Linked DNA regions of Mus musculus: region 2 is linked to region 1. Evidence: chromatin contacts called from public HiChIP or PLAC-seq data. All regions are on one chromosome and are shown on one strand. The core of a region is the stretch at or near the end of the contact, and the rest is flanking DNA. Distances in the headings are between cores, read along the strand shown. Region 1 holds the start of Cdsn (corneodesmosin). Region 2 has its middle 34 kb from the start of Gm4577.

Region 1 (2,700 bases), core at 88-2,587:
GTCTTTTAGACTTAAACTTAAATAAAACAAGAACTCAGTGGCTTATACCGACCGTTTGAAGTGCTTTTGTCCTGTGTGGCACAGGGGAGAGCTGGGGTGTCAGACAATACTGACACAAGGCCACGTTTACTACCACATGGCTCAGAACGGGGCAGGGCAGGGAGAGAGGGAGGGACCAACCCAAGGTCTGGAGGGACAGAGATACCTTGTGAAGAGATGGACGTCTGGAAAGAAGGAGGGGCCGAGCAAGGGAAACTCGGGGCCCTTCCTCTGAAACTGATACTCCCACAATACTAGTGAGCAATTGGCTGGGGTGGGGCCTGCACTGCAGGAGGAGGGAAGGACATCAGGCCAGGGGAAACGATCTTCCTCTTAGTGGGTCCGGCTCTGTCCTTCTGTTCTCCAGGGACCCAGGAGCTGGTCTGGCTGTCCTTTATCCTACTCAGGCACAAGCCTCAGATGCTTTCCGTTTGCCCAGCTAGGCTGAGGAGGAGCAGGCTAATGAGCAGCCTGGCCACCACCTTCCCAATTAGCCTCATTGGCCTCTTGCTCATCCTCCTTAGTCTGGGTCACTACCATGGGATGGGGACTGTGAGTGGCCTGTGAGTCACCGAGGCTCAGCTATGACAGGGGTCCCAACCCAGACCTCTCCCTGGTCCAAGCTCTGGTACCTAATACTCCCGCTGACCCAGTAGCCCCCAGAAAAGAGCCCTCAGGTTTTCAGCGTATGGATGCCCAGTTTCTGAAAGGAAAAAAAGCCTTGCTTGGTAATGGGACAATTTAATAGGCCTGTGGCAGGCTGGTGTTTGGTGGCTTTAGGGGAGTCTGGAGTGGGGGGCTGGTCTTCAGATCTGAAGCAGGAGAAGGCCGAGGCATGGGATCCCAGGGAACCAAGCTGATAGGAGCTATAGTGTGAGCCCCGGTGGAGTTGTATTGTATAGTGGGCTGAGCAGGGGCAGGCAGGGTGCTTCTCAGGGGCCAGGAGGGAAAGCTGTGCTGTCCACTCTTCTTCGATGGAGGGACACTGGGAGCTTGGGCCTTGGGCAAGCCAGGGAGGGAAGAGCAGGGTGACTGGGTCCCTGGGCGAGAGTGGCCAGCTTCCAGGAGGTGGCCCGGGGGCAGAGCACCTGGTTCTGGGTTAGGCAATGGAGAGCTAAGGAAGGCCAGCTGGGGTAGGGGCTAGTGCCCAGTGGCTCCAGGTCCCCTGCACCGCAGTCACCTCTTCTGCTGAGTAGGCAGATGTGACACCGGATTGCCTCAGCTTCTCCTGCCACACCAACTTCCCTCAGGCAGCCTCCCCCTCCACCCCTCCTCCTCCCCACAGTGACTCCTGCCCAGAGAATGTCCAGCCCGGCATAAAGGTCCCGGTGCCCATGAGCTTCTGTCAGTCAGGAGGCCACGCTGTGCACAATGGGTTCCTCTCGGGCACCCCGGATGGGGAGTGTGGGAGGGCACGGGCTGATGGCATTGCTGATGGCCGGTCTTATTCTGCCAGGTAGGAGTCTGGGGCCTTGGGAGGGGGACAGTATGGGATACAGACCATGGGGCAGGGATGCTAGGGGGATCCAATGTCTGGAGCACAGGGTCCAGGAGAGGCCCTAACAAGGGCATAGGCAGGGGTCTAGACTCTGACCTTTCTATCTGGGACTACCCCTCATCTATGCTGGCTCCCTCTCTATGGTCACTGCAGGCAAATTCTTTTGTTCTTTGCTCCACAGTGGCTGAGCAGGTGGGTGTTCTGCAGCCAGGCCATCCTCCAAGCCATTCTGAGCTTGTTTCTGAAACCTAGAGAGGGGGTTAATATCATCTAGCTTCAGTTTCTGACGCAAATGATGCATGTGACACAGCCAAAGAAGTTCTAGGTGGCTATATATGACCACCTGAAGATACAGTCAGCCCATTTTACAGAAGTAACAATTGCTACCATTTTCAGAGCTCTCCTTTACACGCATTTTAGTTAGATCAACTTGCATGTATTTATTTATTTTCTTCTGTGTTTATTTTTTACTGAGGTTCTGGAAGTGAAGCCCCAGGCCTCATGCTTGCTAAGTGATCTAGGATCTTTGGTCCTTTTTGTTTTCTTTCTTTCTTTCTTTTCCTTTTTCTTTTCTTTCTTTCTTTTTCTTCTTTTTTTGACACAAGGTCTTGCTTTGTAGGCCAGCCTCGCCTCCAACTCAGCCTCCTGAGAGCTAGGATTGCAGGCATGTAGCACCCTTAGCCCAGAGCCTTTTAAATGGGACACTGTAGCTGGCACTCTAAATACATTAGCATTTTGAGATATGCATGGTAGATCCCTGGCTGTTTCCACTCTGCAGCTGAGGATCTGGAAGGAAACTGGCTTTAGATTGCATGTAGAGGCAGGGTATCCAGGAATCTGAGCCCAGGTTGGGTGGCTTGTGGCCTGTGTTAAGGTTAGAGGGACAGAGGCAAGGGAAGGGTTTGTTGTGAGGGTAAACCAGGGCCTGCCTGCTTTCCTTTCTTTCTTTTCTTCTCTTCTCCTCCTCCTCTTGTGTGTAGTTCTGATTATTCTGAAACTTTCTCTGTAGACCAGGCTGGCCTTGAACTCAGAGACCAGAGATCCAAGACTCTGCCTCTGAGTCCCAAGTGCTGGGATTAAAGGCTTGTGCTACCACTGTCCAGCATTCAGAGCTTTTCTTTTTGAGATGGGGTTGAGGAAGTGGCCGGTGGTAGCCGTCTGGC
Region 2 (2,700 bases), core at 127-2,626, 190 kb after region 1:
GGAGTGGAGCACACCTTTAATCCCAGCACTCTGGAGGCAGAAGCAGGAGGACCTTTTGGATTTGAGGCCAGCCTGGTCTACAGAGTGCGTCCCAAGACAGCCCGGGCTACCAGAGAAACTCTGTATCCGGAAACAGCAACACAGTTGCAGCATCCGCAGCGGCAGCTGGAAGCAGAGGATTGTGAAAGCGGCCAGGCATTAGAGGTTACAGCACAGAGCTGCAAGCCGCTGGCCCAAGGCTTTGGCGCCACAGGTTCTGGCATCTAGAGCCTGGAGCAATAGGCCCTGAGCCTTAGGCACCCAACAGCTGGGACTGCCAGTTCTGGAAGAGCTTACTGCCTACCAATAATTCCTAGCTCAGTAGAGCCCAAGGGCACCAGTCAGCTTACTGAAAAACAATTAAATAGCTTGTCTTTCATCTTCCTCCTGGGGGCTTTTTATACTTGAAGAGTGAGGGTTTGTTTTCAAATCAGTGAGCCTCACAGAAGGCTTGTAATTAAATTTTAAAAGCTTTAGGTGTTTAGAGAGATGGCTCAGAGGTTAAGAGCCTATGCTGTTCTTCCAGAGTATGCAAGGACAGTTCCCAGCACCCATGTCTGATGGCTCACAGTCACCTGTAACTCCAGCTTTAGGGGAACTGACACCTTCTTTAGGGCACGGGCCACAGCTCAAGTGTGGAAATCAGAGGACAATGTCAGGAGTCAATTCTCTCCTCCCACCACGTGGTTTTGGGGGACTGAACTCAGATTGTCAAGTTTGGTGGCAAGTGCCTTTTTTTGCTGTCCCCTCGTTGGCCCCTAACAATGTCTTGTAGCAATGGGTCCAGATTTGGTTAGCCAGGAATTTGCTGTATAGACCAGGCTGCCCTGTCTCTTTCTCCCAAGTGCTAGGGTCAAGGATGAATGTACGCTACCACCCCAGGCTCTCCAGCCCCATTAATTTTACTTTTAAACTATTTTTATTGTTTTAATTATGTGTATGCGACTGTGTGTATGTGTATGCATGTGAGTGCAGGTGCTTGTGGAGGCCAGAGACATCAAAGACCCCTAGAGCTGGAGTTATAGACGATTGTGAGGTGCTGGATACCAGCATGCTAGGAACCAAAGCCGAGTCCTCTGAAAGAGCAGTACATGCTCTTAATCACCGAGTCAGCTCTCCAATCCCCTCTTACTTTTTATTTTGAGAGAGAGTCTGCTGGACACAAATTAGCTCAAACTCAATAAGGCAATCGTGGCCTGCCAGCCTCTGGAGTCACTGGCATGCACCATAACACCCACCAAGGAAAGGGTTGCAAACTCAACCCTGTACTGGGATGGACTTGGATGGACAGAAAGCCACACTGAAATGCCAAGGCACTGAGAATACGCGCTGGAATGTGCTTCTCTGGCGGCCGTTAGCGATCTCAGTTTCTTTAGCTTTTTGTTTCTGAGCGGCCATCTCCTGCTCTTCTCTTCTTCTTGACTCAGTTCTGCCCTCTGGCGGCCATAATACGTTAGAACAGCACATTCGCTCTGCACTGGCCTAGGCAGGGCGGGGCCACAGAACATTAGGACCGCACATTCACTCTGCCCTGGCCTTTGCAATAGAGGGATGTCCTAAAGTGTTGTTTTAGAATCTCTTCCTTTCCTCGTCAGCATCAAGCACTCCCCACATCAGGAAGCGTTCAAGACATCAGCCATGCTCCTGTCTGGATCCCTGAATGAGAAAAGTAAGGTTTGGTCTTGGCATGAACAAAATTGGTTATGACAAAATTAAAGAAGGGGTTGGGTAGCGGTGTCTCATACCTTTAATCCCAGAGCTCTGGAGATGGAGGCAGGTGGTTCTCTGAGTTCGAGGATAGTCTGTTCTACACAGAGAAACCCTATCTCTAAAAATAAAAGAAGGAGCTGGGGTTATAGCATAGTTGGTATCTACCACTCATGGAGTTCTATACCCTAGCACTTTATAAACCAGACACAACAGTCCACACCTGCAGTCCCAGCACTCACGGGCTTGTAATCCCAGCATGCAGAGGCAGATCTAGAGTTTAAGGTCATCTACGCCATTGGTTCTCAACCTGAGGGCCATGACCCCTTTCACAGGGGTTGCCTAAGAAGATCAAAACCCCCAGATATTTACACTAAGATTTTAACAGTAGCAGAATTACGGTTATGAAGTAGCAATGATAATAATTTTATGGTTGGGAGGATCACTATCACATGAGGATCTGTAATACAGAGTCATAGCATTAGGAAGGTTTGAGAACAGCTAATCTAAGCAAGATCCTGGGCTACGTGAGACCCTGCTTTTCAAAAGAAAGGGACCTGAGGATGGCTTAGCACTTCAGAGTGCATGCTGACCTTTGAGAGAATCAGATCAGTTGCTAGCACTCACAGCGGCTGCTCACCACAGCCTATAACTCCAGCCCCAGGGGGTCCCATGGCCTCTTATGAGTCCTAGCACTGCCGGCACTAAGGTGTGTATTCCCCACACAGACAAACCGACACATCCATTGCTAAAACAGATGAGAGACTGAGCCCCCCCACACACAGAAAAGGGTGACCCCAGGAAAAAAATGTCTACAGCTGCTTTAAATGAGTGTCCAAACCAGAATTAACCAATGGTCACCAGTCACCACCAGCAGTCACTGAGGAATTGTGGAGAGGCTGGAGGCAACCTGAGGCTGGCAAGAGCAGAGCTCTGACTTTTTCCAAGGTCTAC

Evidence for each region. HiChIP or PLAC-seq counts read pairs in DNA pulled down with a chosen protein or histone mark.
Region 2: a contact with region 1 is called in an H3K27ac HiChIP or PLAC-seq map of the NIH/3T3 cell line, with 2.9 times the contacts expected there. The contact joins the enhancer-like site here to the promoter of Cdsn in region 1. A contact is called at or near these places in 7 of 39 promoter capture datasets (the 3T3-L1 cell line, the C10 cell line, cranial neural crest and 4 more), 1 of 15 datasets of contacts at CTCF or cohesin (the NIH/3T3 cell line), 3 of 484 Hi-C or Micro-C datasets (the N1E-115 cell line, embryonic fibroblasts and embryonic stem cells), 8 of 115 datasets of contacts at active chromatin or transcription factors (the NIH/3T3 cell line, T-cell acute lymphoblastic leukemia, acute myeloid leukemia and 4 more) and 3 of 9 other capture datasets (embryonic stem cells, embryonic trunk and liver).

What each region holds. Positions count from the first base shown.
Region 1 is chr17:35,550,791-35,553,490 of GRCm38.p6, forward strand. Cdsn (corneodesmosin) reads left to right here and starts at 1,338. Exons shown (of 2, transcript NM_001008424.2): 1 at 1,338-1,495. The coding sequence starts at 1,411.
Region 2 is chr17:35,736,550-35,739,249 of GRCm38.p6, forward strand. No RefSeq gene overlaps it. Among named protein-coding and RNA genes, the nearest start is that of Gm4577, 34 kb to the left of the region's middle. Within about 2 kb of position 1,377, at least 69 of the 459 cell types and tissues checked have an H3K27ac peak or open chromatin away from gene starts, as enhancers often do. A contact at or near this core is called in the NIH/3T3 cell line, acute myeloid leukemia, memory CD8 T cells and 2 more, where this site is marked.